2 separate regions of the Hordeum vulgare genome follow, and region 2 is linked to region 1. Evidence: chromatin contacts called from public Hi-C data. All regions are on one chromosome and are shown on one strand. Each heading gives the region's core, a stretch centred on a gene start, on an enhancer-like site or on the middle of the called end of the contact. The rest is flanking DNA. Distances are from core to core; before and after follow the strand shown. Region 1 has its middle 75 kb from the start of LOC123444728. Region 2 holds the start of LOC123444728 (expansin-A2-like).

Evidence for each region. A called contact is a pair of places that touch in the nucleus more often than the background predicts.
Region 2: a contact with region 1 is called in a Hi-C map of leaf, with 5 times the contacts expected there. The contact joins the promoter of LOC123444728 here to the enhancer-like site in region 1. A contact is called at or near these places in 3 of 6 Hi-C or Micro-C datasets (leaf and seedling).

The regions. Positions count from the first base shown.
Region 1 is chr3H:530,748,781-530,754,289 of MorexV3_pseudomolecules_assembly, forward strand. No RefSeq gene overlaps it. Among protein-coding and RNA genes, the nearest start is that of LOC123444728, 75 kb to the right of the region's middle. Within about 2 kb of position 2,766, at least 2 of the 3 cell types and tissues checked have open chromatin away from gene starts, as enhancers often do. A contact at or near this core is called in leaf, where this site is marked.
Region 2 is chr3H:530,823,344-530,828,852 of MorexV3_pseudomolecules_assembly, forward strand. It overlaps LOC123444728 (expansin-A2-like), which reads left to right and starts at 3,132. Exons shown (of 3, transcript XM_045121549.1): 1 at 3,132-3,375; 2 at 3,479-3,785; 3 at 4,041-4,778. The coding sequence starts at 3,237. The coding sequence ends at 4,344.

The DNA of each region.
Region 1 (5,509 bases), core at 1,516-4,015:
ATAAACATTTGTAGATTATTTTTTTGCAACAAAGATCATGTTGAAGAAACATTTGCAATAAAAGTTGTGTTCGAAATTATGTTTCCAAATAGGGACCATGTTGCAGAAAAAAATTTAGATTTTTTTTCAACGGTCATGTTACAGACAAATTTTAGAACGGAGATCATGTTGTAAGAACTATTGTTGTGGCGGCATCGACGGTTGCAGCTGAGCTCGAGGACCAGGCATCCGCGGACGCCGGTGCTCCTACAAGACATCGATGACATGAAATGGTGGGTGATGGCGGACGCGAGCTCCGTTGTGGAATGCCTCACAAAGGCGGGTGGTGCAATCCAGCGGCTTCCAATACATGTGCGGCCGGTAGGCATCACCCATGTGGACCGCTTCCGGCATTGGCCTATAGATGAAGGCTCGCAGTCAACGCACGTCCGGTTGAAGGCGCAGTGGAGCAGCGCTTGGAAAGAGCAGGAGACAATATGAGTGAAGATATTGTGATGAATGTGTGGATAAAAAGAGGCTCGATGTTTCAGAGGGAAAAGTAGGATCCGCGAGGACATGCATCGAGCAAACGAGGCGATTAACATTTCGCGAGATCTTCTCGGGTGAGCGCAAATATTTACCAAAATAAAAAGAAAACACGAAAAGAAAAGAAATGAGAAAAAGATGGAGCAATCTACATGGCCGTCCATTTAGATATTAGAGTATGGAGGGTGTGTGTGTGCTGATTAGAAAATATGCATTTCCAATTTGGCGCCGCAAACGCCAGTTAACGTCGGTTAACGTGCATTTTGTTAACTGGCACCTGCAGCATTCTTAAATGGGCCGGCCCATCTAGTCGCCGGGTGGTAAATATTTTTCTTGAAAATTCTATGAACCTTTTGTAATATCGATGATTTTTTAAAATTTTAATGATTTTGTTTAGAATTGATGAACTTTTCACTGAAATTCGATGAACCTTTTCTAAAATATTAAAATTCTATAAACTTTTTTGAATATCGATGAACTTTGTTTAAAATTGATGAACTTCCTTTTGAAAATTGATGATTTTAAAAAATATTTGGTGAACTATGTAAAGATTTATGAACTTTTTTTCAGTTCAACTAATTTTTAAAAATGTATATATGATATTTTTTAATTTCTATGAACTTTTTTTCAAATTTAATGAAATTTTTACAAATTTAATAAAAAAATTCCAAACTGGATGATTTTTTTCAATTTCAATGAACTTATTTTCAAATTGATGAACTTTTTACAAAATTGATGAACCGTTTTTAAAGATATGATTTTTTCAAATGGATGAACCTTTTTCTTTAAATCTGTAAACCTTTTTTATTTTTTTTTATATTATTTTAATAACAAATAGAAAATCTGAGCGGTTTTTTCTATCGGATAAAGAAAAATAGAACAAAAATAAACTGGACAGCTTGCAGGCGTGCTAGTGGGTCAGTCCATGCCATCGACACTGCAGAAGACTATCGTTAACGAGCGCCTACAGCGCGGACTAGGAGCTCCCAGAAAATGTACTCTAACCAGCGCTTATAATAAGGTCGTCAAATAGGAATTGGGACTAAAGATTCAGGCACCTGATCATTAGCAAAACAGAGAAAACATAGCAGCCTTGCGCAAACAACTTGTTTCAAAAAAACCTTTCAAAAAAAAAAAACTTGTTTCCAAAAAAATAAAAGGCCCCTCGGCCGGAGTCCTCCTTCGTCCCCACATGAGCTACCGACGGAGTTTTGGGCTCCTCTGAATAGAACCACGCAGTACAAAAACCGTCGGTGAACCAGCCGAAAGCGCACAGCCCCCTTTGCCGGCCGGTCAGTCGTGTCGCCTTGAAAACCCTGCCGTCCTCAGCTGGTCACCAGAACGAAGCCCGTTTCTTCAGCGCCGCAACAGCAATCGATCGAAACCCCTCGCTGCACGTACGGCCGGCCGGCGCCTGTTGGACCGGCCACGCCTCCCGTTCCGGCCCCTCAGCTAGCGACTCCTGACCCGACGACGGCTCCTCCGCGGCCACATGGCCTCAACAGCACACGATCGATCCTCCCGCTCCGGGAGCACGCGCCCGCGCGGCCCGCGCAACGTGCGCGCTCCAGTGCGCGGGCGCTGCCGCACGACGGCGACGTCGCGCGCGGGGCCGAAGCAGGATTTCGCAGGGGAGAGCGACGCGGACGCGCGGCGCCATCGGTCTGGTTGGGGCTGCCGCCATCGGTGTATTGATGAACGGAAGCCACCCACGGTCGTCCGTCCGCCCGCCGGTCGCGCAACGCGGCCCACCGCCCACATGCGGACGCCCCCGTCGGTCTCGCCCCCCCTTGCTCTTTCCCCCTCGCCGTCGGTCCTTGCTTGCTTTTCGACGTCGCACCAGCATTTTAGGTGCATTTGCATAATGCAGCGATTGACTAAAGTTCCTTTTCCTTCAAAAGAAAATTCAAGCGACACGCCCACAGTTCGATCCGTCGTATGATTGATCCCCGGCGTTTCACGGCAAGTCTGTCTAAGCGACCATGATTCTGTCTGTCAAGGAAGTCGATCATGGCGACCCCGCGCCGTCTCCGGCCTGAAACGTTTCAGGAGCAGTGTGATGTGAGCTAGTGTGTGTAAGTGCGCAACGAACATCCATGATGATGGCGTCGAGGCGGTTTGGGGGAAGAAGATACGCGTTGGTGCCGCGACGAGATTTCTGTGTAGAGTAGGCATGATGGCTCGTTCTTTCGGGGTTTTGCAGATATCTCTTTTTGTTCGACCTGATGAGAGTCCCCGAGCTGAAGTCGCCATCACGGCAAGATTGTGTGATCTGGTTTGGTGTGTGCTCCCCACATGGCTTCACCCCCCTTCCAGCAGTTAGCACGTCTCTTCGGCGCATGCTATGAATAGTTCCAAACTATTTTGCCCCCATCCGCCAAAGGAAGAGAAACTATTCAAGTACGAAGTTATACCTTTCAAAAAAAAAAGTACGAAGATATACTCCGTATACACAAAGAATAAAGGTGGGGACCGATGCATATGTGATTAAGAGCATCTACAACCGAACACCTCAAATGACTCTTCATATGTTTGCGGACGCGCCCGGTCACTGATTGGACATGAGAAAGAAGAAAAAAAGAGTGACCCAACTGGACCCCTTATATCGTCCCTATATGTTCGGGCTGTCGGCAAACTCTCATATCCATCTCAAATATGAGGAAGATATGAGGGCTCGCGGACGCGACCGGTTAGCAGGTCACATAGGACGCGACCTCACCCTGGACCACCTTTTTCTTTTATTTATTCATTTTTTTCTTTCTCTCTCTTCCTCTCCACCAATCACGTGCAACCTGACATACGAGGAAGAAAATGAGGAGTGTGGCTCCACGGACGGACAAATAAGGGACACGCCAGATCACTGACTAGGCGCGTTCGCGGACGTCTGAGGGACCGGATTTGCAAGTTTCGGTTGTAGATGCTCTAAGTCCCAACAATACAACTATTATCCCCTCTCGTTAGGGTTCCCTCCTCTCCGTGCCTGCGCCGCCGTTGAGATCAATACCGCCGCCATTTCCCCTCCCCTCTCCCCGACGATCGAGCTAACCACGGGGCTACCTCGTGTTGCGGCCGACCTTGGTTGGGGATAGGGGTAGGGTCTGTCGCTGATCGCTTCTTGCCTGGGCTTGGCCTAGGGTTAAGATGGCGCTCTACGGGAAGATGAAATTTGCCGCCGGTACTACACTTTGCCATCAGCATTTTGCCGGGACAAACGGCAAATACATACTTTATCATCATCTCCTGACGGCAAAGAACAGTTAACGACAAAGACATACTTAGTCGTTTGTAATAAAAATATACAGACGACAAAGATTTTGACCCTTACTTGTGGATTGTGGTTTCAATTTTTTTAATAAAAAATAATTCTTCGTCGTCTGTATTGTTTGAGGTTGACGACAAAGACAGAAATTGGCTGACAACAAAGAACTTTTCTTTGCGGTCTGTTATGTAAATGCCAGATAGCAAAACATGAGTTTGACCGACGGCAAAGACTTTGTTGTCTGCCCAATAAAAAGTTGACACTAAAGTACTCTTTGCCCATTCATAGTATGCCATCAAGATTTCTTGTCTGCTGGCTGACGGAAAAATCTTTACCGTCTGTATACATGCCTTTGCCGTCTATTAGCGCCTGACGACAAACTTCCTGATTCCTGTAGTGGAGGAACCATCTTCGTCATGTTCGCAAGAAGAGAAGGAGCTGGAGGAACTGATGGTAGAGCTGGGGATCGAGGAAGAATAGTTCGATGATCTTGTGTTTGAGGATGAGATGCGAGACCCGACCGCCGACCCTCGTTGGCTCGTGATTGGTAAGGTTCACACATCCAAAGAATATGGAGATTTTTGGTTCTACAAAAACATGAGGAGCGCATGGGATCTTGCACAAATAGTCAAGTTTAGATCATTGGGGGATAATTTGTATACCTTGCAATTCTCGTGTTTGGGAGATTGGAACAAAGTAATTGATGGGGGCGGGGCGTGGTCTTTCAGAGGGCAGACGGTAGTGCTTGCAACTTATGATGGATTTATCAAACCCTCATTGATTGACCTAAATTGCTATAAGATGTGGATTCAGATTCACGACCTACCGGATGGTTATGGACCTTTGGTGAAACCATTGGCAGCAAAGGTGGGCGTGGAGTGTGAGGAAGAAGATGACCATGGTGATTATGCGGGGAATTTCTCGCAGCTAAGGTGACCCTAGATCTGAGGAAACCTCTAAAGAACCATATTTTAACTGTGAAGAAGTAGAAGAGACAGATTTTGAAGGTAAAATACGAGCAACTCCCTCATTGGTGTGTTGTTTGCGGCATGATTGGGCACCTATTTACTTAGCATGGGGATGGTGTTCATGCCCCGACTGCTTTGGTTTTCAAGGATCTACGAGCCTCTTGGATCATGAGGGGAGGCTATAGAGATGGGGGCGTAACCAGGAGGCTAGTGAGCCCCTTGCAAAGAGTAATGTTGGTGCTACTGAGATGGAAGTGGACAAGCTCTTGGGGAATGAACAACGGGTGTATGACTCGAACAGGAAAAGGGGGGTGGAGTGGAAGGATCTTCTTGGGCAGACTACACCCATGAAAGCCTTGCCTCTCACATGTACTGGAACTATCCCACCAAGTCCGCCGCTGAAGCAAGATCCCAAGAGACCAAAAATTGGTATTAACAATACCGCTCTGATCACAACTGGTTCCCAAAAGAATGGTCCACTATTGGCGGGCTGCCAAGGGTAGAGCCGCCGAGACCAATGAATCTCAAGAGTTGGAACTATGGGGAAGGGGGGAATCCCGAAACAGTTCGTGAGCTAGCGACGCTAGTGCAGTCGCATTCCCCCACGATGGTCTTTTTGTGTGAGACTAGACAAAAATAAGGAAGGATGAGAAGATTGAGAGGCCAACCGGGTGTGAAAGGTTTTGATAGTGTGGATAGTAATGGCCTTAGCGGTGGCCTTGCTCTCTTTTGGCATGAAAGTTTGTTGGTTGATGTT
Region 2 (5,509 bases), core at 1,882-4,381, 75 kb after region 1:
CTGTGCCTTAAAAAAGAGCAATATATCATCGGTGAACAACATATGAGAGATATGAGGGGCCCCACGACATACTTTCAAAGGCACAATATGATTATCATTGATCTCTTTTTTAGGAAAGCTGAATGACCATCTCCGGCAAATAAAAATAGGAAAGACGCCAAGGGACGGCCTTGGCGCACACCACGAGTAGGGATAAACGAATCCAGCAAGGTTCCATTGAATTTATCTCAGTAGCTCACTCTGGTCACACATGGCATGGTCCAACCAATCCATCGGTGAGAGAAACCTAGGCCTTTCACCACCTTCTCTAGGAAACCCCGGTCCACACGATCATATGTCTTTGACAGGTCAACTTTGTAAGCACATAAATTCTTACCCGGATTTGTGTTTTGCTCAATAAAATAGAAGCACTCAAAAGCCACCAGCGCATTATCTGTTATAAGAGTTTGAGGGATGAACACACTTTGGTTCATCGAAATAATATCACCAAGTATTGGCCTCCATCGGTTAGCTAAGCATTTTGCAATCACCTTATGAAGCACAGTACACAGACTAATAGGCCGAAGTTCTCGCAAACTTGATGGTTGATCCACCTTGGGAATAAGAACAATAGGTTGGCTGTCATAACATGATATTTGTTTTATTTATAAAATGGGGCGAAAACATGTATTAAAAAAAGTGTGAAAACTAGGGTTCGCCTAATTCGCCCGAGCGAAGCATGCACTCAGATTACCTCTGCTTTTGCCCATGTTATGTTTTTGTTGTGGAAAAAGGGTCTTTGTGCCATTTATGTACAGTAGTAGAAAGGATAAAAACTAAAAAAAAAGATTTTGGGCAGAACGACCACCAGTAACTGAAATCATAAGTTTGCAATAGTTGTTGAAGGTTTCAGACTTTCTAAGCTCATGTAAGCTGAACACATTACACCGTGCAATGCAAGCCCCACTGTTCGTTAGGCTTGTCGGAAGACAGAGCTTGTTCTACCTCACCGCCGACCCAGATCCAGCACTCCACCACCCAGCAGCATCACAAACAGAACACCTGGCATGGGCTCACTCGATCATCAGTGTTAATAAAAAACAACACTTTTAAAAATCATGAAGCGGCTTGATGATGTTGGAAATTATGGAATGCTTCCAAGATAAGGCGAATCCTCCAGCAACAGGAGATTGGCCGTGATGGCCGGGCGGCCGATGCATGTGCGGGTAACATGGCGTCGTGGGGGCCAGGAAATAGACGGTTAATTAGTTCTAGTCGCTGCCGCCGTGAGAGTGAGAGTGAGACTAGTATTGCTTTTGTGAAAGCGTGGCGCTTGGCGCGCATGTTATCTTTGAAAGCCACAGATTATGACAGGAAAGCTAACCGCGACCCCCCCTGTATATCCTCTACTAACACGCTATGATGATGAGACGCCGACGCTTCTAAGTCGTTTACCTGTTATGCTCGCGTGTTTTTCAGTTATACTAATATACTTGGCTGTTTATTAGACAAATCCAGGGCAAATAATTACCATATGAAGGGTGACTTTGTACCAATTGAGAAGGTGAAACGATGCTATATGCTGCGTTTCAAGCACGGGGCAGTGAGGCACAACCAACTAAGAGGAAGGTACAGAAGTCCATTACACAACGTGCGGAGCATGAGCAGCAAGTCAGCCGGTGCACCAAAGTCTCTTTTCCATTTGGGTGGCCACTAACCAACGTTTCCTGTACATTACACGAAGGTTTACCTGCTTAATTTATAGCAACATTGACATATAACAATGAGAGTAGATCGTGGTTTGGAGCAAGAGATGGTGCATTGATTGCAGCCACCGATCGGTTTGACACTTGGCGCACAGGACGGGAGATGCGCTAGCAAACGAGATCTTGTATGTACATGCATGACATACCTGCATGCGCATGCAGGCCGCAGCACCTCTGCATCTGCAGTTTGGTCTGAAGATACCGATTTCTGTACAACTTTGTCCGCTTACGTACGTGGCCATGTTCATGCATGTGAAGTCGAGAACCCTAATAATCAGCCAACTATGCCTTATAAAACTCGGAACTTATCATTTGGTCTTGGACTGGTAGTGACGTGCATGCAGGTTGCTAGTGCTAGGATAGTGGCATTTTAACCTCGTTAGATTAATCTGTCCCAGCACCAGAACTCCCTGCTTCGCGTGTCCAATCCGATGTTCCTTCCGTGGTTTCCACACCCGACAGGCAGATCTCAGGTTTATATAACTTTAGTGGAGCTACCGGCTCCGGGTGGCCGGAGGTTATAACCGACGAAACGAAAGGTTAACTGAAGAACGCAAGTTTCGAATCTCGGGGCAAGCTCCTCGCCACCGTTGGAAAGGGGAAAGGCGTCCGGAGGAACATGCTTCACACTCTGGGACGATTGGTTGTCATGCCTCCTCTTTCCGTTCCTCATATTAATCTATGTGCAACTTGATGGATTGAGCATCACTAAACAATTGGATTTGCTTTCGGCTTTCGATCGAATTCCGTCGCATCACATCAAACTGTTGCGCGCGACTTCGACATCCTGTCCCTGCCACACGTCGCAGTAAAAGTTTGGCATGGCATGGCATGCATGTTACTCTATACGTGAATTACCAGAGGGCGACCCCGAACATGCACGCATAGCTTCTGGATGCGCAATAATTCATTAGCAGCATCTTGATCCTGACGGATTCGTGGTATACGCCCTTCAGGTTCACACGATCACATGGTTAACCTGATTTATTTTATGGTTATGTATCAATGAACAGGATCCATATTGTTTTCTTCCTCCCCAGTTGCGAAATCCATGGCCTGTAGCTCGTGGGAGCCATGTGGGCAGGCGAGCTTAATCTGGCGATGAATTGGTACGCACACGACCAGGCCAGTTGCTGTCTCGTTGTGCGAAGCGTCCGCGGTGACCAGCACCCGCATGTGCGCGCGATTCGTATGTGCTAACCGCCGTCGTGGCCGCTCGTGGTCGGCGGTGGCTCGGGGCCGGGGACGGATGGATACGCAGTCCCCACTTCCTTCTCCGACTTTTGTCCCCTGTACCCTGTTCTCCGCCGTTCGGCAAAGCGATTAACGATTCCAACGGCCAGGAGCACTCGGCAGTTCGCCTATAAATACCTAGCCGGTAGCAACTCTCTCTTCACAGCCAAGCAACCATTCCATCGGTTCCTGAGCAAGTTCGGTCGGTCGCTTTACCGAGCTAGAAAGGCAGCAGCTGCTAGCTTCGGGCGCTTTGCAATGGCCTCCTCCAATGCTCTGCTCCTGCTCTTCTCGGCCGCCTTCTGCTTCCTCGCCCGGCGGGCCGCCGGCGACTACGGCTCGTGGCAGACCGCCCACGCCACCTTCTACGGCGGCGGCGACGCGTCCGGCACAATGGGTGAGTTCATCATGAGTGTACAGCCTTGAAGCGAAAAAAAAGCACCTAGCTAGCTACCTGTATGTGTGTGGCTCCCGACATGTCTAACTGAAGTGTCCTGCAGGCGGCGCGTGCGGCTACGGGAACCTGTACAGCACGGGTTACGGCACGAACACGGCGGCGCTGAGCACGGCGCTGTTCAACGACGGCGCGGCGTGCGGGTCGTGCTACGAGCTCAAGTGCCAGGGCAGCTCGTGCGTGCCGGGCAGCATCACCATCACCGCCACCAACCTTTGCCCGCCCAACTACGCGCTGCCCAACGACGACGGCGGCTGGTGCAACCCGCCGCGCGCCCACTTCGACATGGCAGAGCCCGCCTACCTCCAGATCGGTATCTACCGCGCCGGCATCGTGCCCGTTTCCTACCGGAGGTGAGTCGATGTCGATCGACCGTCGTCTACAAACCTTTTCGCATGGAGTACAAATTTACTTAATCTGGTCCGTTGTCGGTGTCGACCATGTTAGGTGGGCCAGAGTGCAGATTTGGTGCAGTTTGGTCTGACAGCAACTCTCGGTGCTGTTTTGAAATAGTTTAAGCGTCACGCTCACTCGACCATGATACTGCAAATTGCAAGTTGCAAGTCGCAATTTAACTGAACATCTCTGTTTCACCGACTGTATTGCAGGGTGCCCTGTGTGAAGAAGGGCGGGATGAGGTTCACCATCAACGGCCACTCCTACTTCAACCTGGTGCTTGTGACCAACGTGGCCGGCGCCGGCGACGTGCAGTCCGTCTCCATCAAGGGGTCCAGCTCCGGGTGGCAGGCCATGTCCCGCAACTGGGGCCAGAACTGGCAGAGCAACGCGGACCTCGACGGCCAGAGCCTCTCCTTCCGGGTCACCCTCAGCGACGGCCGCACCGTCACCAGCAACAACGCCGCCCCGGCCGGCTGGTCCTTTGGACAGACCTTCGAAGGAGGCCAGTTCTAGCGAGCGAGGCTCATGTCTTCTTCTATCATACGCATTGGTTTGGAGCTTGAGCAAGAGAAGAAGGAAACCTCTTCGTTATTATACTACAGAAGAGGCCTTCGGCTATTCTGAGGCTGCTGCTGATCAGCACCCGCTTAGGCCTTTCCTTCTCTCATGCTAGTAGGACATTATCGTAGAGATAAATAAGTTATCATTGTGAAGCTGAGCATTTTGATCATTGTTAGTGTAGCCTTGTGTTGTGGAAACACCGCAAGGTGATCTATTTAAGTGTACTTTTAGTAATACATGCATGGAATGGTGTGTGGTGTGTGAGAGTATCTTGTAACTTCTCTTGTTGCGTTGTAACCCCCGAATCCTTTCATATGATTGGGAGATGTTTGTGGGGGCACACTTGTTATTTTGGAGACCATGAACAATGCTTGGTTATGGCTTAACTGTTTAAGTATAATATGATATGGCGTCAACTGACAATCAGCTGCCCGTTGTCCTATGTCACGTGGAAGAAAAAGGAAAACGCTTTTGCTTAGTCGACTGATCATACTGTAGTCCGGGTCTTCTCACTAGAGTCATACAGATTCTACAATGCTCCTATAAATCCCAAGATGAGCAGAGTAGCAACTCTGCTCCATACTAAGGATTCTACTTTCCAAATTCTACTTTGTGATATTCCCTAAAGCTTCGTCTTGTGGTTTCTGTTGAGCCTTTTTCTTGGGATATCTCGGCTCCTACTAGCTTCTTGATTTGTAGCAGTTTGGTGGTCTCCTGGTTGGTATTGTTGTACATGGTTTTGCTAGGTAGGATGATGGTGGTTGGTTGATCCATTAATAGGCTATGTTAGCCCCTTGCATGGCTCGCGTGAGCTAGTTGACTCAGCTGCCCCTTGGTGAGTAAGTCGTTTGTATGGGTGGTATGTGGTGCTCTAGTGATTGCAATCCTGACAACAACTGCTTGGGTGATGTCATGCTCACCTCGATGTCTATGCTCTTAAGTTGTTGGGTGAGTAAGTGCTAATGTCTTTCTTGTTGGCTTTGGTAGATTAATCTCTTTCCTGAAAGTTCATCATTTGGCTCTATTGCCTACTGTTTTCATTGGTTATTAGGGAATCTACTGTTCCATTGGTGATTTGGTTGTCTATTTGGTCTGTCATAGTTTGCTAATTGGTATT